Linked DNA regions of Mus musculus: all the other regions are linked to region 5. A link is a contact called in public Hi-C, HiChIP or PLAC-seq and promoter capture Hi-C data. All regions are on one chromosome and are shown on one strand. The core of a region is the stretch at or near the end of the contact, and the rest is flanking DNA. Distances in the headings are between cores, read along the strand shown.

Region 1 (3,969 bases), core at 757-3,256, 380 kb after region 5:
ACAGCTAATGTCAATGGCTGAATTTAGATGCCAGGACTTGAGGGTGGCAGAGGTTGGAGTGATGAGAAAAGAAGTTGGTGCAGGCAAAAGGGCCACAGGGGGCGGGGGATGACGTCCAGTGTCAACAAGCTGACTCGCTCATTACATTGGGGAAAGGAAGATTTGTTGAAATTACATACGTGCATAGGTATGATAGAATAATAAAAGAAATCATATTTAGCCTCTGTCCCTAATTCCTGGCACACAGCGCCCAAAACCCTTACCTCCCCAGGGTGATAAGAATGTCTTTTGCATGCTAATAAGATTACTAGTGACTGAGGACCCCTAAATTGCTTCAGGAGAGGACCTAATGAGAGAGGCTGGAAAATGGCAGCCTGGCAGTCCACATTCCAGGGAAAGGGGAAGAGAGATATATCGGGCGATCACAGATGACTAACACCAGAATGGGAACTGTCTGCCATTGGCTGGCTGCCTCCATAAACTGTTGAATGAGGGGGAAGGGCTAGTGAGCAAGAGGTGCCTGGAGATGCTGAAGACAACAGCATCCAGAGAGGGTAGGAAAGCCTGGTATCACTTTCCCAACACTTTGCCCTGTGCATCTTATGGATTTGATTGCTATACTTGAACTGTAGTCTCCCTCTTTCCCCCTTCTCCCCTGCCTCCCTCCCTCCCTGCCCCCTCCCATGCCTGAGTGTACACACATGTGTGCATATGTGTGTGCACATATGTGTGCAGGCTTGTTGAGGTGAGAGAGGATGACATGCAGTGCTTTCTGTAACAGGTTTTTGCTACTTTATGGGTCCTGTTTCCTACCCTTTACCCCACAGTTCTACCCCTAATACTAGATAGAAGAGAAGCAAGGAGAAAGGGGAGAGCGAAGTTAGAAAAATCCCTGAATCTAATTTCTTTCTTCTTTTCTTTCTCCTTTGACCACAACTACTAACAAAGCACAACCAAGCTCCCTGAAGAACCAACTGACACCAAACCTGCCCAGCAGGGCACAGCTAGCATTGTATACCCTCAGAAAAGTTCCCAGAATTCCAAACATCACACAATCACAAAAACTATCCTTTCCCCAGCCCCTGAGTTGCATTCTCAACAGTGAGCTGGCTGCCATAAGTAAAATGTCCCTCAAAGCCATGCAAAGCCATTCAAGCACATTATGAAGCCTGCGGTAATGGGTAGGGGTGCCCTCAACCACAGCAGGCCTAAAACTTAAACCTGGTGTCGGAAATAGGTGCCAGGCCTGAGAACTGAATCCCTAAATGTGTAGGGTCTGATACTTACTCCGGGTTGATAATATCAGGGTTGATCTGGGTGGCTAAATACCCACTTGACGTCCAGAGAAGCAGAAAATCAGTCATGGTATCTGGAGATTCTATGTTCCTGGTTCCAGAGTGTCATGAACATAACCAGTTCAGTGGGCCATGGCAAACCTGTGGAGAGACCTCCCTTGCCAGGGGATGGCCACATGTGCTCAGTTAGAAAAGGGCAATTCACACATCAGGTGGAGATCAGGCAGCTCCCAGAAGGTTGTGTGAGTGGCTGAACACTCACCAAGGGCCTTAAGGCTGAGCAGAGGCAGTTAGCACAGGGCACAGGGTGAGGATAGCAGGATGGAGCCGGGACAGTTAGGAGGGACCCACATGAGCACAAAGAGGTCATAGTAGTGAGCAGGCTGCTAGCGACATGTGGGGAAGAAGGACTGCTCATTAGCCAGGAGGGGATGGAGAGGAAAGTTAGCCAGGCTTAGGATTGGCCAGGCAGGTCAGCATAAGCAGAGGCCGGTAAACCAGCGCTCTGGGGATGTCCAAGGGGCCTGAGAGATGTCAGAGTGGTGGGATGCAGCTGTCTCGGCCAAAGTCGATGTTTCTCCATGTCAGCTTTGTGGAATCTTGCTGGCGCAAAATGTGTTGCTGACTGCAAGCAGATTGGAGTGACAGGGCGCAGAATGCCTATGTGGAGAGGGCGGCGCAGCGGAAGGGTTGCATATTGGAGTGTCAGCCAGGGAACACAGCTCTGACAGGCCTTTGGCAGGTGGGATGTCAGCAAGCCGTGACCTCTATTCCCAAGACCTGGCCAAGCAGCACAGAAGTCAGCGGCCGAACCCCCATCTAGGGAGCGGTGGCCCACAGATGTGGGAGGGGGAGGGGGAGAGATGGAGTTTCTATGGCTGCTATAACAGTACTGATAGCGGAATGGCTTAGACAGCAGAAATGTATTTCCCTACAGTTTCTTGAGGCTGGAATTGCAAGGAACCCACAGGGCTCCTAGGGTCCTTCTCTTTGGCTGGTAGAGGACAGTCTTCTTCCTTCCTCCCTCTCCTGGATGTATACATCCCAGTCTCTTTCTCTCCCTCCCTCCTTCCCTACCTGCCTCCCTCCTCCCTGCCTTGCCTGCTTTCTCTCCTCCCTCCCTGGCTGCCTGGCTGCCTGGCTGCCTGCCTTCTTCCTTCTTCCCTCCATCCCTCCCTCCCTTCCTTGCTTCCTTCTCTGTTTTTTTTTTCCTTCTTGCCTTCCTGCCTTATTTCTTTCCCTACTTTTTCTGATTGAAACTAGCACCTCCTGCACATTAGGCAAACATTCTACTGACGAACCCTATTCCCAACCCTCTACACTTTCCATATGAAGCCGCCATCTTGGATTAGGGCCTATCCTAAGAACTGCTTTTCAGGTTGGGTAGCACGTGCCTTTAATCGCAGCACATATGAGGCAGAGGTAGGCAGATCTCCGTGAGTTCAATGCCAGTCTGGTTTACACAGGGCATTCCAAGACAGCCAGGACTACATAGCTAGACCCTGCTTCAAAAAGGCAAACAAACAAGAAGCAAATGTCACTTAATTATCAAAACGCTGTCTCCAAACCCTGTCGCATTCTGAGGAGCCAGTGGGGGCCACATCAGCCTATGGCTTTGGTCAGAGGGGATGCATTCAGCCCCATATAGGAGACAATTGAAGAAATAGGATGAAGGCACTCTTTGATGATGTGGTAGACAGACAGACAGACTATTATCAAGGACTCAATCATGAAAGATTTCTTGGGGTGGGAGGGCAAGATGGTAGGCAGAAATCGGTATGGTCCCATGGAAACGCCAAACACCCTGACAGTGCCCAGACCCTTGAAAACCGAGAAAAATCTAACTGTGAAGACAAGGAAATTCAAGAGAAGCTTGAGGAGGGCTGATAGGTTTCATGTTGGGTTTTGTGTGTTCTGAAGCAGTGCTTTGTGGTATGGCCCAAGCTGCCCTTGAGCTCAGGATTCCCCTGCCTCCATGTCTGGGGTGCTGGGATTGCAGGTGCCACCACCACACCCAAGTAGAAGCTCTGATCTTAGGGCTACCTTCCAGGAGGCTCCTAGGGGCCTGAATTCAAATCTCCCCTGACATGGTGTAAAGATAAGCGAAGGCTTCGTCTTCCCCGCTTTGAAGAACTTGGAAGAATTAAATTGTACAGTGAGAGGTGCTTCTAACCAGCCTGAATCGTGGCGCTGTGGTCTGTATCACCCTGGACACTGCCGTGAGCTCTCCAGCCTCAGCTTCCTGGTCTGTTCAGTAGAAATTGATGTCAAGCTGCCAGGGTCTTTGTGAGACTATGGGATGGCACTGTGGGGACACCCAGGAACAAACCTGGCTGGTGCTGGTGCACAGTAAGCGAAAGCAAAATGCCGAGGTCCATGGTGGTGAGGAACCTTCTCTCACCATGCACATGAGAGCTTCATTTCTCTCCATGAAACTCAGCACATCTCACACACTCTCATTTCGCTTCCTAGTGGGTGTGTCATCTCCCGGGTCTCCCAGACGGTGGCTGTAGAGGAACAAGGTTTTCATACACTGTGCTCACCAACACATAGAAAGATAGCGCAAGCATTTCAGAAATGCTTGTTAAAGCTGGACATGATTGTGAATGCCCACGGTCCCAGATACTTGGGGGGCTGAGGCAGGAGGAGCATCTGAGCTTGGGAGTTCAAAACA
Region 2 (3,926 bases), core at 1,072-3,571, 300 kb before region 5:
TGGGATCAGTTGGAGCCAGCGACTTAATCCCATGTAAAACTCTGATGAAGACTTCTGTAAAGTACTGATTTCTTCCCCATGTTTTCTGTGCAGTTCAAGAAATACTGAGGAAAGCCCTTTGTTAGGGACAGACACACCACTCACAGGTGGAACAGACACACACACACAGTTCACACAACAGACAGAGCACACACACACAATTACACAGACAGAGATAGGCAGATACCACTCACATTCACACAGAAATATGCCAGACAGACAGACAGACAGATACGTGGGCAAACACCACTCACACAGATAGACACAGCACCAACAGACAGATAGACAATATAGATTATACAACAGACAGAACACACACACACACAGTCACACACACACACAGTCACACAGAGATAGACAGATGCCACTCACATACACACATACACATCTACTAGGCAGACAGACACATCACACACACACACACAGTCACACAGACAGGGATAGATGCCACTTACATACACACAGACACATCTACCAGGCAGACAGACACATTACACACACACACACACACACACACACACACACACACACACGATAGGCAGACATAGCTCCTACAACAGATAGACACACACACAAACTCAGGGAGAAGGAGATTCACAGAACTGCCTCCAGGCAGGCACAGGTTCAGACCCGGGAAACAGGACAAGAAGATGGAAGTCACAGGGATCATGACATAGAGAATTCAAACCTGGACTCACTTTAATTTCTCTCCTTAAATGGGACACCTATGAATTATTGTTGACTTGGAATAAATTGCTAATGCTCATAGACTGTGTAGGCGAGGATAGATCAGAAACAGGGTTGGCCTCCTAGGCACAGCAAGTGTTAAGATGAGCCAGGTCTCTGTGAGACCCTGTGTCAAAAAACAAAACAAAACAAAAAGACAAAAAACAAACAAACAAAAAAACCCTCAAACCACCACCACCAACAACAAAAAACCCCAAACCAACCACCACCACCAAAACCCACAACAGCATCAACTAAGAGTTATTTAAAGATTTATTTGTGTGTGTGTGTGTGTGTGTGTGTGTGTGTGTGTGTGTGTTTACCTATAGAGGCCAGAAGCAATGTATCCCCTAGAGCTGGAGTTGCAGGTAGCTGTGAACTACCTGACATGGTGCTGGGAACTGAACCTGGGTCCTCCGCCAGAGTAACACACTCTTAACTGAGCCACACTGAGCCACCTCTCCAGTCCCTGAAGAATTAATTCTAACAACAAGTTTTAAGGTGGGTACTATTCTACTTCTTATTTTATAGGTGTCCAAAAAGAATGAGACACAAAGAGACTGAGTGGTTTGCACAAGGTCAAACAGTTGGTGGACACCCACTTCTGGACCTGCTCGCCTAAGTGGAGCTCTGGAGTTTATATTCTTAAACCTCACGTGCTGCACACATGAATGAACCTGACCTGAGAGCCTTACTAGCTACGTGGAGGGAGACTGTGTATCCACTACAGGGCAGGGGATGTAGCTCAACTTGCAGAGTGCCTGCCTAGCATGCACAAAGCCCGACGTGACATCTTCAGCATGGAGCAGACTGGATGGGGCGCATGTCTGTAATCCCAGCACTTGGGAGGTGGAGGTGATTGGGTCAGGAGTTCAAGGTTGTCCTACAGTTTTAAGACCAGCCTGGGAGCGAGACCTTGTCTCGAAAACCAAAACCAAAACCAAAACCCAAACCAACTTGATTACATATATACATAAATATATACATATATACATACTGCTTGCAAATATATACATCCCTGAATATGTATGTGTATAAAATGTGTCTTAGTTTGCTGTAAGGGTTGTCTCGGTAATACACAAATACCCTGGAACGGAGATTAACTAGAAGAGAGAACACTCAGACCACAAAGTTATAGTAGTCAGTTCTTATGGGGGTAGCCCATTTTCCAGGTGAATATAGTGAGGCTTTGAGAGGTTAAACAGGGAGCCGGAAAGGACTGGACAAGCTACTTGGATTCAGAGGAATGACGTTGGTTAGCTGTCACCTTGATCCTTGCTCTGAGCCTCACTGTGCTGACTTTGTTCGGGAAATATTCTTCCTGTCTCTCACAGGGCTGAGGGTGTGGTGAAGCAGCTCTTCATGGGCCTGACCTGGCTCTTTGTGCGGAAGCACTGAGAGGAAACTGCCTTTGTCTATGACTCTCTTCTTGCCAGCCTTTGGAGTCTGGTGTGTGCACAGGTGTAGCATAGGCACCCATGTGTGTGTGCCCGTGCGTGTGTGCCTGTGCATGTGTGTGTGTGTGTGTGCGCGCGCGCACGTGGGTGTGCTTGTGTGTGTGGTGTGCGCATGCTCATTCTCCTGCTCACTCATGTGTGATGGTGCGTCTGCCTCCTTCTCCTCCCTCAGTCTCCTGCTCACACAGATCAACTTGACCTTTCATTAGGTCACTTCATAATTGATGGAAATGTCCCAGGCACCTTCTCTTAACGCCAGGGCGATTATGACAATTATGATGATTATCAAGGAGAGAGAGAGAGAGAGAGAGAGAGAGAGAGAGAGAGAGAAGAGAGAAGAGAGAAGAGGGGAAGGGGCTGGGGACTGGGGGGTGGTGTTGTTCGGGAATTGCAGGAGAGCCAGGCAGTGCCGTCATTAAGAGACATTGTGTAAGATTGTTCCCCCTTCAAAAGGCAGCTGTGAAAGGAGAGAGTGTCTTTTTTTTCTTTTTTTTTTAAAAGGCCCATTATGCAGGCAGCACGGGGTGTATAGTGCTGGCGGGAGGACCGTGGGGTGTAATTAGGGCAGTGACAGCTAGAATTACCCAGTTGTCTCCACTACGGTGCCACCTCTCTTGGGTAGGAGTCGGAGTCGGAGCAGGAACAGGTAATGGCTAGGAAGCCCTGGACCCTTGCCAGGAAGGCAGGGCCCTTTGGTGAGCCAGGGTGACCTAGGATTGAGCAGAAGGGACAGGGGAGCGGTGGGGTACCACAGCTATTCATCTCCAGACCAGGGAGGTGGCCTCTGATTTTTAGAAATCTTTTATGACGGCTCACCGCCCCTTCCAGGCTTTTCCAGCATTCTCACCCCAACAGGGAGCTGGCAAAGGAAAGCCAATTGTGTGGAAAGAGGAGGCGGATAAATCATTTCCCAGCCTCCCAGCTCAGGGGCCCTGGCTCATCAGCAGGAGGGACAGCCTCAGCTTCTTGCTGGTCTGTCCTGTCCCTGTCCCTGTCCCTGCCCTGGTCTCTGCCCCTGGCGGGCCAGGCTGTGGCTTATCCACAGTGCCAGCTTCTGCCTCTCTGGTCCACTCAACACTGCAGAATGTTGGACAGGCAGATAGAAATGATTGCTACTCCAGTCCTTTCTAGTCTATGATAGAATGACTAGTGACTCAGTTTCCCCTGTTTGCTTCTGACTCAGAGCTTCCCTCTGGACCAACCTCAGCCTCTCCTTGAATGCCCTCCCCTTCTCCCAAGTTGTCTGGGATAAAACCCCGCCATTTAGTGTCAGTTTGAACTTGGAGCCGACGTCTTTGTCCCTCGGTTGGGTTTTTCCCACCTGGAGCGAGAGGATCCTAACTGTCCTAGTGCAAACAGACTGCTCTGAGAATTACACAGGACACTGCACACATGTCTTTTTTCCTTCACTTTTGAAGAGTGCTCTCTCTATGTGCCCTGGGAAGGATGCAGACTGGTGATCCACCTGCCTCAGCTTTAGGAGTGTTGGATCCATGTGCCCACCTCAAAGGTAAATTTTCCTTGAGGTCAGTCCCTATGAATCTTCTGCAAAGATGACCCTTTCTTGCAGAGAACTGGAATCAGGACGCTTCTCCCGGGATCCCGACTTGGCCTCCTAGGGCCGCCTGCTTGAGCTTTCTTCACTGTGTATGTACCCAGTGCCTGCAGCATGCCAGCTGTTACATGGGGCACAGCCATGCCTGC
Region 3 (3,752 bases), core at 500-2,999, 290 kb after region 5:
GCCGCTGGGATGACCACCCAGGACTGAAGCGGAGCCCCAGCTATAGTCCCTGTTTGCCCAGTGTGGGCAGAGCTCTGCTTCCCATTGAGCCCAGTTTCCCCATCAGTCAAAAAAGACCGAGCTAACATGCCTCCAACCCATCACATCCTGGGCCAAAAGAGAGCAATGCCTTTCCAGAAGCCAGCCAGGTTAGAAGATCATATTGTTTCCCTGGTCAACCACAGCCTCTTGGCCTTTATTCTAACTCTCTTTCCCATCGGCTGTCCCCAGGTAACCTCCTCACCTAGACTAATGGTGACCATATACACATTTAACAAAGACAAAGATGGGCCACGACGTGACTGCAGTACAGAGGAGCAGGGTTGCAAGGTGGGGCCGGGAGACAGAGGTTCTTCATCCATATGTGCTATCTTACTGTTTGGCCCACTGAAAGAGCCCCAAGGCCCTGCTACCCTTCTGCCACCTGCAACCAGTGCCCCACATTAAAGATTTCCCCTTGCCTAGTCGGATCCTAACTGACACAACCATCTGACACTCCAATCCCTCTTAGAAAAGAGAGTGTCTTTGTATAGGGAAATACCTTGATAAGGCCCTGGGAGGGAGATAACATCCCTAGGGCTTGATTTGATCAGAGACAAGGAAGCGGGAGACTGCTAAACTGTTCTGCTGGGGGCAAGAGGAAACAGAAGGCGGCGAATAGAGAGAGCAGAGGGGGAAATAAGAAAACAAAGCCCTGGGAAGAGGCGTGGAGGGCGGACAGGGATATCTGAGGGGCTCTGGGGAATGGGCTTTTGCATGTGGCTTTCCGCGATATATAAATCCCATCCTTTGAAAATACAGCTACCCGCAGAGATTTTGTATGCCCAGCCAAGCTTTGTTTTAGGGGTGAGGCCATTTGTGTGTGTGTGTGTGTGAAGTGTAAAGAAAAGAATTGAAGTCCACATCTGGGCTGACTGGGGGTGGGGGTCAAGCCCACAGGGGGTAAGAAGATGTGCAAATGGAGTTAACTCAATGCAAACAGAAGCTGGGCTCCAAATGACAAAGATACAAAAATGACCATGATTGACATTCTGCCCCAGCAGGAAGCAGCTCATTCAACTCAGACACCAGCCCTACCACTGGGGACTATAGTAGCCCACCTGCTGTGAGCATGGACAAGAGAGGCAGAACCGTTCTGTGGCAGAGCTGAGACTTGAACCCAGGCCCTTCGACTCCAGTCTGTGCCTAATCCTGACAGGTGCAAGCCCTCCCAGGAACCAGTGGGAACCTTCGGGAAATTTTTCTATGTCCCTTGACCTGCTCCTTCAGGGAAAGGAGAGGCCTGGCTATTTCTGGGTTCATCTATTTTTCCATCAGTCTCTGACTAGCTCTGAGTTCCCCGGGGAAGGGATCTTGTTTTATTCTTCTGTGACCCCCAGATCTACCCACAGAGTCTGCATAAAGTATGAAGCAGCCCTGAGTTCGAGTTTATGGAGTGAAAAGGCAGAGGAGAGGGCAGAAGGGCAAGACCCACCAGGAAACCAAAAATGTTTTCTGGGGCAGGCAGGGGCTGAAAGGAGATGAGGAGACATTTGTTGACTCTGTCACCTCCCTTGTCCTTCCCCCGGTGCTAATCCTAGTGCCTCTGCCACCTCCCAGGCAGGCGTGAAGCTGTGGATCTTTCCTAATTGAGAAGGCAAACATCTTCTGTCTAGTCAAGGCTGCAACATCAAGGCGGGTTTGTGCAGGCGGAGTGCGTGAGCTGGCAGCTCACCACACGCTCCCTATCCCTGGCTGCTTTTCTTACTGCTGTCGCAGCGTTTAACTCTCCCTGTGTTTCGGAATGTAAATGCCACCTTCTTTGAAGGTTCCCCAAAAGAGAATGCTGCTGTCTCAACAGAGGTGGCTTTTGTGGGAGGTACAGGGGGGACGAGGGGTCTCTACTGTGGAGAAGCATTCATCCCCCTCCCCCCACTCCTCTCTCCCGGGTCTGTTCCCACATTCTTGATTTCATTTTCATGTGATAGAAATTGAGATGTACAACCCTTGTCTCAGCTAACACAGGCGCCAGTCAACTGGAAAGCTCTTTGTTCTCTGGAGTGGGAGGGCCACAGTGGGGAGACAGGCTCTTGGGAAGTGTCTCTGGGGGACTCTAGGGACATGAGTCTCTTCTTGATCATCCTGACTCTCCAGCCCATGCACACTCACATGTACACATGATACCCACACAGCACACACTCACTGTCACACACTAGCATATACATGTAATGTGTCTGTTTCCCCACTGATGAAAAAAAACTAGATGTCCAGATGTGCTCAGGTTCGGCTACTTCTGGTGGATGGATGGAACAGAGGGTGGTCTCCCTGGAGCAGAGCACTCCCTGAGGTATGACTGAGATCTGACAACTAGGTTAGAACTGGGACAACACTATAAGCTGTGTCAGGGCTCTAGATGGTGGCATCCTGGCCCAGAGCCCTCATATTCATATGCAGAAAGGCTAGTGCTATAGCTGGTAGAGCACCTGACTGCCCCACCAAGAGAATAAAAAGCCATATATGCCAGTGTCATCATAGCACTTGGGAGACTAAGGAAGTAAAATTGTGAGTTCAAGGCCAGCCTGGGTAGGATAGTGAGCCTTTGTCTCAAAAAACACAAGCAGAGAAGCAAGACAAATTCAAGAGATGCAGGTGAGTCTCACAGACTAGATGGAGAGACAGGAGAGTTGACGGGATTAAGGAGGGGTCTTAGTTCTTTGTCTTTGGAGACTGTTAAAGGGAGGCATCCTCTGACTCAGAACATACCATAGGGGAGATGATAAACCTGAAGGGCGTGGTAAGTTTGAAAGGCATCCTGGGAGAGATGCCCAGTGGACAGCAGAGCAGGTGGGTATTCAGGAGAGAGGCCTAAGCTGGGGAGAGTCAAGGGCAGCACAGGTAGAAATTGTGATCACTTTATGGACAGAAAGAAAAAGCAGCAATGCTGAAGAGACTTGTCTAAAGAAAAGCGTTGGAAGAGCTGGCAGCACAGTGGGTAGAGATGCAGGAGACTGGGCTGCCTTCAAACCCAAAAGCTGGGCAGAGGGCATGGTAGGTAGAGACTCAGGGGACTGAGCAGTCTTTGAAGCCAAAGGCTGGGCAGAGGGCATGGTGGGTAGAGATGCAGGAAACCGGGCTGCCTTCAAACCCAAAGGCTGGGGCAGACAGATGGCTCAGCAGTTATGAGCCCTGGCTGCTCTTCCAGAGGACCTTGGTTCAATTCCCAGCATCCACATGGTGCAACTCCAGTTCCAGGGGATCCAATGGTCTCTGATAACACGTGGACCCCAGGCCTATGTGTGGTGTATGGATACACATGAAGGTAAAATACCTATAGCTGTAAAACTTTAAAATGAAATAAAGTAATGGAACGCAATTAATATTTTAAGAAAAGAAATCAAAGGCAAAGATTTGTCCAAAGATCCCCAGTCCAAGGACAACTAGAGGTCAGCATGAGAGAATGCAAGGGCCATCAGGAATGTTTCTTAGGATCCAGGAAGGTCCAGAAAGAGCAGGTCAACTACCTAGGTGCAGAGACAAGGTCCTGTGGACTGTGAGTAAAAATGGTTGAAATTTGGCTTCGAGACAAAGGCACTGCTTCCTTCATGTCATTTTGCCATGAAAATATCCATGGGAGTTTTCTTGCCTATAGGGACGACGGTGGGAAGAGAAAGGGGGGGGGGATCTATGAGAGGATGGTCCTCATGAAGAAGGTGGCAGGGGTGGAAGGTGGGACC
Region 4 (3,733 bases), core at 165-2,664, 350 kb before region 5:
CTCCTTTCTGAGGCCAGCTCATAAGAGTTCCTGTCTGAAAAGGCTATGCATGTGCTGAGGACTCAATGCTGAAGGGCACTCAGGGATGCGGGGGTGGGGTGTGGGGTGGGAGTCCAGCTAAGCTGTCTGTGAGGAAAGCCACAGGATTGGAGGATGGAGTGGGGCTAGGAGGACAGGTCACAGGCTATATTTCATTGCCTTATAGGATCTGGGGGTGTCCTGTACTGACATCAGCTCCTTTGAGCCTCTATAGCACCCTTCGTCTCACCCCACCTAACAGAGGATTTCCTAGCCGTGGAACTTGGTCAGAAGTGGCCTAATCAAGGGGCGGGGTCTGCTCTGCAGAAACAAGTTAGAAAAATCTCATCCTGCAGTCTATAATCAGCGGTCCGGAAAAGATGCAGGCACAACTTAGATGAGCCAGCAATCATCAGTGTGACTCAATTCTGGGTCTTCTCCTCTTGATAACAAACTGGGAAACAAACTGTTTTCTGTTCATTACGAATGAGAAAAGCCAGCGATGCCTGGAATCTCTGGCTTCCTTGGAATTATCACAGGAGATGAAGCTGACAGTCCAAAAAAGCATGGGTCCTTTGGAACAGCTCCTAGATCAAGCTTTACCTGAAGCTATCCCTAGGTCTAGGGTTTTTGGGTGCTATTTTGCCAGTAAATACTGTTACCATTTAAAAATCCTTTCTAATAGTAATTACTTAATAATTAGAAAGTGTATAATAATTTTTTTTTTTGGTTTTTTGAGACAGGGTTTCTCCGAAAGTGTATAATAATTATCTAAATAGAGCTTAAGACAAAATCTTACAGACTATGGGGTCTGTGTTTGGAAATAGCACAACGGGATGTAGTGAAAGGGGGCAAAGTGCTGGTTTAGTTCATCCGTGGCTGTTTGGTACAAGGTCAAACTAGAAAAGTCATGAGAATTACTCAAGGTTTTACAGCTGCTAGTAAGCCCTCCTTCTTTTCTGATTATTATTATTGTTGTTTGTTTGTTTTTTGAGACAGGCTGTCATGTACTCCAGGCTAGCCACAAGATCATTATGTAGCTCAAGATGAATTTGAACTTCTGACCCTCTTGCTCCCACCCACTGGGACTACATGTCTAAGGTCTTTTCTCATGGTACTGGGGATTGAATCCAGGGCTTTGTGTGCTGCGCAAGCAGTCTACCAATTCACTGGTACCCCAGGCTGCACCCACTAATTATTGCTATTCATTGAACTTCTCCACATCTGCAGGGAAACCATCACTACACATTTCCCATCCTTTGTGTTTTTCCTATAGGAGGAGGACGCCATTTCCTTTTCTTTTTCAAAATGGGAAGCGGAAGCCCAGAGAGGCCAAAGGTTGACCGAAAGTCACACAGCACGGTGGTTGTAGAGCTGCTCCTGGTCCCAAATGCCCTGTATGTATTTTGCCCTGCCCCCTCCCCCACTTTGCGCCGGCTGCTTCTGGTCCATTCAGGTGGTGCTCAGGGCCTGCTGCGGCCTTCCTTCCCTGCCGCTGAGTAATTAAAGAGTCGCAGAGGTCACAGAAGGGATTGTGTGACTGTGGCACGGGAAGGGCCCTTGCTCACTTAGAGCGGGTGTCACCCTACCTGAGGTTTCTAAACACACAGCAAGGGTGAAAACTCAAAACCAAATTTGTAAGGGATGTGCGGAGTTTCTGTCGAAGCTTACCTGACACAGGCTTTGCACTTTAATTTACCTCTTCCTGGAGCACCCTGCTCAAATTCATGAGTCCCGTGGATAACACGTGCAGTGTTCTCACAATAGGTCCAAGCCTTTCTCTTCCTGTAGAAACAGGATGGCTTCCCTATGGAAACCAGAGATTGTTGGCCCTGCCCAGCAAGAGAGTATCAAGTCAGGCTGCCTTTGGTTGGGGTTGTGTTAGAATGTTTCTTTTTCTTTTCTTTTTTCTTTTTTTAAGTGAATGGCACGAATGTTACCTTTCTCTACTCTTTCTCACTTTTAAAAAAGATTTAGCCTAGCGTGGTGGCGCACGCCTTTAATCCCAGCACTTGGGAGGCAGAGGCAAGCGGATTTCTGAGTTCGAGGCCAGCCTGGTCTACAGAGTGAGTTCCAGGACAGCCAGGGCTACACAGAGAAACCCTGTCTCGAAAAACCAAACAATAAATAAGTAAGATTTATTTTATTTATGAGTACACTGTAGCTGTCTTCAGACACACCAGAAGAGGGCATCCAATCCCATTACAGATGGTACAGTTGCTGGGTATTGAACTCAGGACCTCTGAAAGAGCAGTCAGTGCTCTTACCCTTTGCGCCATCTCTCCAGCCACGAATGTTTCATTTTACAAATTGCTGCTGGGAGGCAGGCATGGTGGCACATGGTTTTAGTCCTAGCAGATGCGGGTGGTCTCTGGGTTCGAGGTCAGTCTGGTCTATACACTGAGTTCCACACCAGGTCCACACCTTGAGATCCCATCCTAGAACTAAGAATTCATTAAATTGCTGCTTGGGCTGTTGGCTCAAGTTTCACAAAAAGTCCTTAAATGAATCCTGGTTTGAGATTAAGACATGATGTCCTGGAGTTTCTGAAATGGCCTGAGATGCATGTCTGCCATCTTGCACAATGCTTTTATGTGAAGTGCTGTCCTCAGCAAGATGATTATAAAAGGAAAACTCTGAAAAATAGTGAAGCAGCCCCTTAGCCCGCCATGTCAGATTGTCAGATGTTTAGCCAAGATGCGCACCTCTTCATGTGAAAGTCAGCAAGCCCATCCATTAGGGTAATGCAGAATCGCTTTCATCTTCAGTCAGTGATAAAATTGTATCAATTGTTTCAAAATAAACTTAAAGTCTCTCTCTCTCTCTCTCTCTCTCTCTCTCTCTCTCTCTCTCTCTTTCATGAACACCTGTGGAGGTCAGACTATACCATGTGGAAGTCATTTTTCCTTCCACAATGTTGGTCCTAGGGATGGGAATCAGGTGTTTAGGCTTGGTAGCCAGAAACTCTGCCCACTGAACCCTCCCGCCAGCTCCAAGATTTGTATTGTTTTGTGTTTAGTAAGTGAAATTTGCTGCTTGATAGACTTTAAATGAATTTTATGAGGAAAACAGGGCTGATAGACAAGTGAATAACTGCCCCCCCTCCCCCATGGTTCCAGATCTGAGTGGGTGCTGACATTCTCATTAAAGGCTGAAACTGCACACCTAAGGATGTAAAACACGGATACCTTTCTTTTCAGACGCAGGTCTTCGATTCCTGCAAAGTGTGTTTCAGTTCTGTGATCTCCTCCTGTTGTTTCTAGATGAAGAGATAGGAAAGAAGCTGTGGCTTTCTCAAATTACCCACGTGCCTCTGACTGGCTGTGATTTCCTAAAGATGAAAAGCAAATATGGCCACCGCTCCCTGCCCAGTGGCCCTGTTTGAAGTACTAGAGATACTCCGATGTTCTCCTGGGAAGTTTCTAAACAAGTGTACATTAACAAAGCAGGCGGGCAGTGTTTACAACTGGGGTTCCATTTCCCAGTGTCCTTTAATGCTGGGGCACTGGGGAGCTGAGCTCTCCGGGAAGAGTTCTCACAGGCAAACATGTGTCCCCCACCTTCACCCCTCAATCAAGTTCTTTGTTCTATTGTTGCTTTAGACAAGAGTCTCCACCTGTATCCCAGGCTGTCCTTGAACTCATGGCAACTCTGTCTCAGCCTTCCAAGTGCTGGCATGAGCCACTACACTTGGCCTTGTTTCTATTTTATTTCA
Region 5 (3,982 bases), core at 729-3,228:
TATGTCCCATGGATCCTCTGCTCCCCTCTTCTGCATGCCTCCTTGCTAGGTCCTTGTGGGCCTATCCTGTAAGATCCCATGGAGAGGGGGCAACTGCGGATCCTGACGCTGCCGATCTGTGTGTCTTTGCTTCTTTGGGCAAATTCAGAGGCCCGATTGGGGAACTAGCCATTCTGGCTCCAGGGAAGGCCCAAGCATGGCCTATTCAGAGACCTCTGCATAACAGCTGATCACCTAGGATGTCCCGGAACTCGTACACACGCCTCTCTTTTATTGGGCAGAGCCCAGGAACCCTTTGCTCCCAAGGCCACTGGTGCAAGTTCAGATGGGAAGAAGTCCCTTCCTAATTGCTAATTGGCTACACTGCCTTATTCACAACTCCACACAATGCCTGGAAGCCCTGCGCCACATAGGGCGGGAAAGAAAAGACGGCAAAATTAACAGGCCTGTTTGGAGCGCAACGCATTATCTATTTGTAGGAAAATTAAAGATTTGCTCTTCAGATGTAGGGGGCCATGCTCTTACCAGGCAGCTGGCAAATGGGAGAGATTGGAAATGATTGAATAGATCAAATTATTTAAATGAGAAAAATAAATTCGCACACAGCCTAGCCGCTGCCCGGTGACAGATCCGTTTATTTATCTACTGTATCGGTACCGCTTTGTCTCTGTCAAAAAGGTCATTAAACTCGCCTAGCTGCGTAATTCGCAGCCTCCTGCTCCTGCCTCGCTTCACAGCCCTTCTCTTCCCTCAGCACCCAGCGCCACTTGAAAAAAAATTTATTATTGGTAATAAACAACATTTCTTTTTAACCCTTTCGGCTTCCCCCCCTGTGTATCCTACTCTGTCCCATGAACAATACAGTTTCTCTGTATTGTTTCTCAGGAGGAATCCGGGAGGGGGCTCCAGTTCCTCCCGCATAGTTGCGGAAGAGGACTGAGAACCCAGCGGGCTCCAACTCCAGCGGCCCTCGAAAACGAAGGCTTTTGCGAATTTTCTCAGTAGTCCTCCTACTGATGGTGCGTGGTCAAGTCCTACCTTCCACGCAGAGGGTCTGGCCTGGTGTCTCCCTCACGGTTAGTTTCTGAAGCTCCGCATTCCCTAGTTCAGCTCCTACGGTTCTCTGATTTCTACTCCCAACCCCACTCCCTAAACCTCCAAGCCCTGGGCCAGCCCTGCTTTCCCAAGGGCTAGAGATCAAGAGTGAAAAACAGCTCCAGGTCAGTCTCCTGCCGCCGCCGTCCAGCCAGCGTCGGCCGCGTGGGAGCTGAAAGGCGAGGCTCCGCAGACGGCAGGCTCCGGGTCTCGCGGCTCTCGGCGGGCGCGTCTCTTCCAGCTGGTCGGGCCGCTGGGTTGCCGCCGTCTCCCAGCTCCTGGTGCCAGCTCCGCCGCTTTACGCTTGGCTCCCCGGCTCAGTGCCTTGCCCTGGGGGCGGCAGGGCAGATGGGGACGCCTCAGCTGCGGAGGATAGTCTCCATCCTCCGGGTGTCCCCCCTCCCAAATCCTGTCCAGGGTCCCTTTCCCCGCCCCCTGCGCAGGTGTGAGCGCGCAAGTGTGCACCCGGGCGAGTGTGAGTGGGAAGCGTGTGTGCGCGGGGGAGTACGCGGAGGGAGCGCGGGCGGCGGGCGGCGCGGGAGGCGGGAGGCAGGGCGCGGGGGAGGGGGCTGGGAGGGAGTGTGTGCGCGCGTGCAACTCCACTCCGGGGCTTTGTGCGAGCCCGGGCGATAGCATCAGCGGCGGCTGGAGGAGGAGCGGCCGGAGACGCGTGCAAGCCCGCCCGGCAGCCGGGGCAGGTGGGAAGCCCGCGCGGGAGCCGAGCCGACGCGAGCCGGAGACGCCGCAGCCGAGTCCGAGCGGAGCCCGGGCGGAGCCCAGGAGCCTTCGCTCGCGGGCGGCCCGTGGGCGGCAGCCGAGGCGGGGCGGGCGCCGGCGGGGCGGCCCCCCAGTAAGATGTGCGCAGCGCCGCGGGGCGCCCCCCACTCGCAGAGGCGCTCCGGAGCCGGGCGGCTGGGCCAGGCGGCGCCTCGGGGGCTGCTGCGCGCCCGCGCCTAGAGCTGCCGCCCCAGGGAGCCCGCCACGGCCGCGCCCCGGGCACGCTCCGTGGCGCCCAACGATGACCGCTCCCTGGCGGCGCCTCCGGAGTCTGGTTTGGGAATACTGGGCCGGGTTCCTAGTGTGCGCCTTCTGGATCCCAGACTCGCGCGGGATGCCCCACGTCATCCGGATCGGTAAGGGCTCCCCTAGAGCCGGGGGTCTCTGCGCGCTCGGGTGGGGACGGGAATTGGGGGATAGTGGTGCTCTGAACGTGATCCGAAAGATTGTCCCAACCTCCCTCTAGGCTGCAGGGTTCGGGTGTCTGCTGGGAGCTCTTAGAGGGGGAGGACAAAGTTCCAAAGCCCGGGTCGCGGGGCCTTACGGGGAAGAGGCAACCGGGCCGCGGTGGCTAGGGAACCTGGATACGCTCCGGGGTAGGCGACGCGGTGGAGTGTGGCGAAGGTTCTAGCCCTAAGCCAGCGCCTCGGGGGAATTTCGCCGCGACTGCTGGCAAGGATGGCCGCAGACCTAGTTCTGGGACTGGCTTCTGCGCAGAGTGGGAGCCCTGGGGAAGGCGCCAACTTCTCTCCCCCCCACGGGCACCTCGCTGGAGCAAGGGGTACAGGGGATGGATTCGCCGGATTAGGATGGCGGATTTCCTTGCCCCTAGTTGGCCGAGGCTCGGGGCAGGAGAGGGTCAGTCCCCTGCTTGTCGCTAGAGCAGGTCCCCCAGGCCCAGGCCTCTTTCGATGAGGAGTAACCGAGACTGGGAAAAGGAAGCGCAGGAGGCAACCCTGCGCAGCCGGGGACGAGGGTTGCGAGTGGCTTTTAAAGTTAGCCGAAATCCCTCCGCAGCTGGCGGCGGCTGGCAGTCTGCGCGCGGCTTTTTGGGGCTCTGGCTTCTCGGCTTCTCTCACCGCTGCAGATTTCTTACTCTGGGCTTTAACTTTGTTGTGGCCGCCGGAGGCACCCTGCGTGGCAGCGCTCAGGGCTGGGCGGGAGCCCACGCGAGTCTTTAGCCCACTCACTTCTCGGGGCTGAGCTAAGCTGGGCTACCCAGGAGCCATCGTTACCGTGGGCGGCCCGCACCAGGCCGGAGACCTGGGCAGCTCGGGCTCGCGAGACACCAACATCTGGTGCGCAGCCTACCGAGCTCTACCGAGACAAGGCAACCTTCCTCCTCCTCCTCCAGGACTCTCTTCAAGGGGCTGCCTTTGCTTCTGCAAGAGCGGACTTTATGTGGCCGGCAGTGCGACGAGGATGCAGGAAACTCGGGCCAGGCTTGGTTTATGGGTACTTGAGGTTTCTCCTAGGAGGCAGTCCTCTCGTTCACTCTACCCGGAGCCACGTCCACTTGAACTCAGCTTCAGAACGGGAACAGAGAACGATCCTCAGATCTGCAGATGTTGAGGTCTTCCAGTGCCTACAGTCCGATTCCGGACCAGGATGGGCAGGCACAACACCCTGAGGCTCCTAGGGAAGGGAGGGGGGGGGATCTGGGGACAGACCTCACAGTCAAGTTTAACCCTTTGAAGTCCAGGTGTCTGGGCTGCCACGAATGTTTCCTGTCTATTACTGCCCCAGAACTGGCTTGGCCACCATTCTAGCTAATCGTTTAGTAGTGGGCCACCGCTTTTTTCATTTTTATTATTTCCTCTCTCAGTCCTTGTGGTTTTGGGGGACCTTCATGGTAGAGTGTCCTTGAGATAGAGAGGGGACCTCGAAGGGTGCTGTGTTTCCCCCACCCCCACGCTTTGCAGGCCTGTCTTCCTTGGTCTTTCCCCTCCAGAGGGTGGGGTGGGTGTGTTTCCAGCCCAGTTTCAGGAATGGAAATCTTTAGAAGCCTAGAGAGACAGGAACAGGTTAACCACAGCCTCAGAGATATGGGCTGCAAATGGGCAGGGTAACTAGACCTCACCTGCTCTTGCCACTGGGACAGTATATAGAG
Region 6 (3,762 bases), core at 631-3,130, 510 kb after region 5:
AAGTCGTTTAATCACAGCGACAGAAATGAAAATGAAACAACCCAGCTGCTGTTCCTCCCTGCTGGTCGGTAAGGACCAGGTAACCCACCTCCACCCCACAAATACCCTCCCACTAAAGAGGCCCATTCACCCTGGGGGCCATTGCAGAGGCCCTGAGACAAGCCCAGCAGATCAGTGGCCACGGCCTCATTCCTGAACCACTGCTTTTTTTTTTTTAGTTTTTTTTTTTCTTCAGTTTCCTGTGGCCCATGCTGACCTCCAATTTACTCACTGCGTAGCTGCGGACAGCCTTAAACTTCTGAGCTCGCTGCCTCTCGTCCTGGGAGCTGGGACTACAAGCTTCCAGCACCACACCCAGCATTCCGGGCTTCTTTTGACAAATAGGAATGCCCCAAAATAACAGCATATAAGTCTAAAACAGCGGTTCTCAACCTGTGGGTCTCTACCCGCACAGGGGTCACATATCAGATATCCTGACCACCAGATATTTACATTGTGATTCAGAACAGTAGAAAATGTACAGTTATGAAGTAGCAACAAAATAATTTTATGGTGGGGAGGTCACCCCAACCATGAGGAGCTTAATTAAAGAGTGAGTAATAACATTAGGAAGGTTGAGACCCACTGGTCTAAACTAACTATACCCCCAGGCTGCCTTCTGTAAATGAAACCACTGAGACTCTAACCACTGCGGTTCTGGTCCTATCTGAGTGGAACCCATATGTAAAGGTCCCGTTTCTTTAGTAATCAGCCTCCCCAGGGGACCCTCCCTCCAGCTGTTCTCTTCCACCTTATACTCATGACTCAGCCATTGGCAGGGTGGCTGTGTGTGGAGATTCAGAGGCCATCTTCTGGTGCCATCTGTGCACTGTCACCACACAGCCAGTCCAGTGTGTATGTGTGTGGCGGGGGGGGGGGGTGTTAAACACCAGCCTGCCCCTATTTAAGCCAAATCCTGTAGCCTGAAGGGCTCGGGCACACACCCTGCAACCTCTGGAGCATAGTTAAGAAGAAACCATGCTGTAGCTAGCTAGCTCTTCCACGATCTTTGTTCTGTCCTTGGCTATGTTGACTAAATAACAGGTTCCCAGCAATTGGGAGGCAGAGGCCGGGGATTTCTGAGGTTGAGGCCAGCCTGGTCTACAGAGCTAGTTCCAGGACTGCCCAGGTTACACAAAGAAACCCCCTGTCTTGAGTGGGGGGGGGGGAGCAAACAAAAAAAACTTGATGTGAAATTTTATGCGAGCCCTAAGAACTCACGAAAGTCCCACACTTTGTCCCGAGAGGCGTCTCAGGTTCCCCCCACCCCCCATCATCCATCTCACAGGGGGGGGTCTCTTCCCCTCGCCCTCTCTTTCTCACTTCTTTTTTAGATGTATTCGTACTCTTTTTACTTATATGTATGTGTCTGCCCGTGTGAATGCCACATGTGTGCAGGGCCCACAGAGGCCAGAAGAGGGCACTGGGTCCAATCTATTTACAGACAGTTGCAGAGCTTTTCTCCACGTTACAATGGAAAGCCTCTCCTTCCCTTTGAGACCCCAGTGTGTTTGCACCTCACACACTGCACCACTTTCTGTCTGATGCTCTTCCTCCGTGGAGAGGGTCGATCAAGGCCTCGAGGCCCATTCTACAATAAGCCTTTCCCGAGAGGGGATTGTGTGGCAGCCTCCTTCTCCCTGCCTGGTCACTACTTTTTTATCATCCTTTCTGTTATGGTATTTGACAGGGAGGGGCTAGATGCCTGTTAGCCTGGCCCTACCCAGGAGCTTGTAGACCTTGCCACACCTCACCTCAGCATCCCTGCCCCCACACCCACTGCCACCCCACCCCCACCCTCCAGGCAGAACCAACCCCACCCACAGCTATCCCATCTGTTTTTGCCTCCATCAGGTTCCCCTCTGGGCACAGAAGCCTGGAAGCACCACCAATGGCTTGGGCTAGGAGAGGGTGGGGACAGTTCCCCTGTCTCTCACTAGCACAGCTGGTGGCTGGCAGGGCAGTACCCAAGTGACTCATGTGACTTTATGAGAAGTGCATTGGGCTGTTGGCTTCATAAACCAGCCCAGGACTCTGTCTCATGGCATGCCAGGAAAAACAAACAACAAACCGCCCGCAACGATGACACCCCTATAAAATGTCACTCATAAAGTTGCACCGTTCTTTCAGAGGGGCTGGTGAAGACACACATCAGAGACATCACTCCTCCAACTTTCTGCCATCCAGACCAGACAAGATCATTAAAGGTGGACTGATACAGATCCTCCCTTATCCCCCCCAACTGAGGCCCAGAACCCCTGAGCGGGGACCAGGCGCTCTTGTCTACCTGTCCCTTCCAATGCTTGTCCCTTGACTCCCTCAGTGGTGCCTTTCATCATGAAGGAGATTTTTAGTTCGGAGATCCAACCTAACTGATTTCCTTGACGGTCCTTGAGTTCTCAACCTTGTTCAGAAAGGATGTCCCTGTTCCTAAGGACATCTTCCTTTTGGGAAGTGTCACTTGGAGTGCAGAGAAGGGGCTGGAACTCTGCCTGGAGTGTGGAGGCCACCAAGGCATGGGTCTGGCAGCCGCTCTCCCAGGATTTTCTGGAGGCTGCCGGAACCTCTCAGGGACTAGAGATGATGTTTTCTTTCTTCTTTTAGAGATGAAGTCTTACTCCTTAGCCCTGCCTGGCCTGGAACTCACTATGTAGATCAGGCTGGCCTTGAATTCATACAGAACAGCCTGCCTCTGCCTCCCAAATGCTGGGATTAATGACAAGTGACAATTGTTGTTTTTTTTCTGCAGCAAAATGGCTGGGTGCTTTTCTTTTCTGGACCTACAGTTTCCTCAGTAAGCTTAGGGTCTCTAATTCTCCTGTGTTACATGCCCAGCTCACACACCCCACCCCACCCCACATCACAAGACCCTCTTCACTCAGGTCCACTCTTACACATAACTCTTTTTTTCATCTGTCCATGTCCCTTCTGGGAACACACAGCCTCACCCAGTGCCCAGTGAGGACTCCTATTATTTTGTTCCCCACATGTCACCTGTTGAAATTGTCTGCTTCCTCAGTACCTGGGCCCCATCCACAGGGACACCCAGTGGCCTGCTTCACTTCTCCAAGCAAGCCTTGCATGGGCCCACTAGCCTGAGCAGCAGTCAGCTGGTCTCCTGGACCCTCATCTGTCCTTACTTAGGCTCTTTTTTTTTTAATTGGGTATTTATTTCATTTACATTTCCAAGGCTATCCCAAAAGTCCCCCACACGCTCCCCCACCCACTCCCCTACCCACACACTCCCACTTCTTGGCCCTGGCATTTCCCTGTACTGAGGCATATAAAGTTTGCACGACCAATGGGCCTCTCTTTCCACTGATGGCTGACTAGGCCATCTTCTAATATATATGCAGCTAGAGACACGAGCTCCGGGGAGTACTGGTTAGTTAATATTGTTGTTCCACCTATAGGGTTGCAGATCCCTTCACCTCCTTGGGTGCTTTCTCTAGCTCCTCCATTGGGGGCCCTGTGATCCATCCAATAGCTGACTGTGAGCATCCACTTCTGTACTTAGGCTCTTGAGAACTGGCAACAGTACAGAGCCATTACAAAGCACTGGGAACGGCCAGCACTCAAATCTCTGCTCATTCCAACTGCCATCCCGTGAGCCCCAGCCAGGAGCCCCAGTGAGGGCATCTCCTTCAGAGTTCCAGCTCTCCCTCCCCTCTGTATGCCCCGTGCCAAGAGCTATGGACTCCTTTCTCCTTCCTGTAACACATT

What was found. Promoter capture Hi-C pulls out the DNA fragments that hold promoters and counts their contacts. A called contact is a pair of places that touch in the nucleus more often than the background predicts. HiChIP or PLAC-seq counts read pairs in DNA pulled down with a chosen protein or histone mark.
Region 1: an H3K4me3 HiChIP or PLAC-seq map of embryonic forebrain shows a contact between it and region 5, with 5 times the contacts expected there. The contact joins the enhancer-like site here to the promoter of Grik3 in region 5. A contact is called at or near these places in 6 of 39 promoter capture datasets (cranial neural crest, embryonic stem cells, frontonasal cranial neural crest and 3 more), 2 of 484 Hi-C or Micro-C datasets (both in embryonic stem cells) and 14 of 115 datasets of contacts at active chromatin or transcription factors (SST interneurons, astrocytes, craniofacial prominence and 9 more).
Region 2: an H3K4me3 HiChIP or PLAC-seq map of forebrain shows a contact between it and region 5, with 5 times the contacts expected there. The contact joins the enhancer-like site here to the promoter of Grik3 in region 5. A contact is called at or near these places in 2 of 39 promoter capture datasets (hippocampal neurons and liver), 1 of 484 Hi-C or Micro-C datasets (embryonic stem cells), 9 of 115 datasets of contacts at active chromatin or transcription factors (craniofacial prominence, embryonic basal ganglia, embryonic forebrain and 6 more) and 1 of 9 other capture datasets (liver).
Region 3: a contact with region 5 is called in a promoter capture Hi-C map of hippocampal neurons, with 5 times the contacts expected there. The contact joins the enhancer-like site here to the promoter of Grik3 in region 5. A contact is called at or near these places in 14 of 39 promoter capture datasets (the 3T3-L1 cell line, 3T3-L1-derived adipocytes, the HPC-7 cell line and 10 more), 8 of 115 datasets of contacts at active chromatin or transcription factors (astrocytes, craniofacial prominence, embryonic forebrain and 4 more) and 1 of 9 other capture datasets (embryonic stem cells).
Region 4: a contact with region 5 is called in a Hi-C map of embryonic stem cells, with 2.2 times the contacts expected there. The contact joins the enhancer-like site here to the promoter of Grik3 in region 5. A contact is called at or near these places in 6 of 39 promoter capture datasets (HPC-7-derived erythroid cells, cranial neural crest, embryonic stem cells and 3 more), 12 of 484 Hi-C or Micro-C datasets (the N1E-115 cell line, cerebellar granule neurons, cerebellum and 3 more), 15 of 115 datasets of contacts at active chromatin or transcription factors (SST interneurons, bone marrow-derived macrophages, embryonic basal ganglia and 7 more) and 1 of 9 other capture datasets (embryonic stem cells).
Region 6: a contact with region 5 is called in a promoter capture Hi-C map of embryonic stem cells, with 4 times the contacts expected there. The contact joins the enhancer-like site here to the promoter of Grik3 in region 5. A contact is called at or near these places in 8 of 39 promoter capture datasets (the C10 cell line, cranial neural crest, embryonic stem cells and 5 more), 1 of 15 datasets of contacts at CTCF or cohesin (embryonic stem cells), 1 of 484 Hi-C or Micro-C datasets (embryonic stem cells), 10 of 115 datasets of contacts at active chromatin or transcription factors (SST interneurons, embryonic basal ganglia, embryonic forebrain and 6 more) and 1 of 9 other capture datasets (embryonic stem cells).

The regions. Positions count from the first base shown.
Region 1 is chr4:125,869,450-125,873,418 of GRCm38.p6, forward strand. No RefSeq gene overlaps it. Among named protein-coding and RNA genes, the nearest start is that of Gm40249, 35 kb to the left of the region's middle. Within about 2 kb of position 2,007, at least 1 of the 459 cell types and tissues checked has an H3K27ac peak or open chromatin away from gene starts, as enhancers often do.
Region 2 is chr4:125,192,175-125,196,100 of GRCm38.p6, forward strand. All of the region lies in intron 2 of Gm32611 (a long non-coding RNA gene), which reads left to right. Among named protein-coding and RNA genes, the nearest start is that of Gm40244, 24 kb to the right of the region's middle. Within about 2 kb of position 2,322, at least 21 of the 459 cell types and tissues checked have an H3K27ac peak or open chromatin away from gene starts, as enhancers often do. A contact at or near this core is called in embryonic basal ganglia, embryonic forebrain and forebrain, where this site is marked.
Region 3 is chr4:125,779,327-125,783,078 of GRCm38.p6, forward strand. No RefSeq gene overlaps it. Among named protein-coding and RNA genes, the nearest start is that of Gm40249, 56 kb to the right of the region's middle. Within about 2 kb of position 1,750, at least 32 of the 459 cell types and tissues checked have an H3K27ac peak or open chromatin away from gene starts, as enhancers often do. A contact at or near this core is called in forebrain and hippocampal neurons, where this site is marked.
Region 4 is chr4:125,135,232-125,138,964 of GRCm38.p6, forward strand. It overlaps Gm40246 (a long non-coding RNA gene), which reads right to left. Exons shown (of 3, transcript XR_868137.2): 2 at 3,207-3,277; 3 at 2,150-2,654. Among named protein-coding and RNA genes, the nearest start is that of Gm32611, 9.0 kb to the right of the region's middle. Within about 2 kb of position 1,415, at least 8 of the 459 cell types and tissues checked have an H3K27ac peak or open chromatin away from gene starts, as enhancers often do. A contact at or near this core is called in embryonic stem cells, where this site is marked.
Region 5 is chr4:125,488,718-125,492,699 of GRCm38.p6, forward strand. It overlaps Grik3 (glutamate receptor, ionotropic, kainate 3), which reads left to right and starts at 1,979. Exons shown (of 16, transcript NM_001081097.3): 1 at 1,979-2,228. The coding sequence starts at 2,114.
Region 6 is chr4:126,000,016-126,003,777 of GRCm38.p6, forward strand. No RefSeq gene overlaps it. Among named protein-coding and RNA genes, the nearest start is that of Gm32908, 23 kb to the right of the region's middle. Within about 2 kb of position 1,881, at least 13 of the 459 cell types and tissues checked have an H3K27ac peak or open chromatin away from gene starts, as enhancers often do. A contact at or near this core is called in embryonic stem cells, where this site is marked.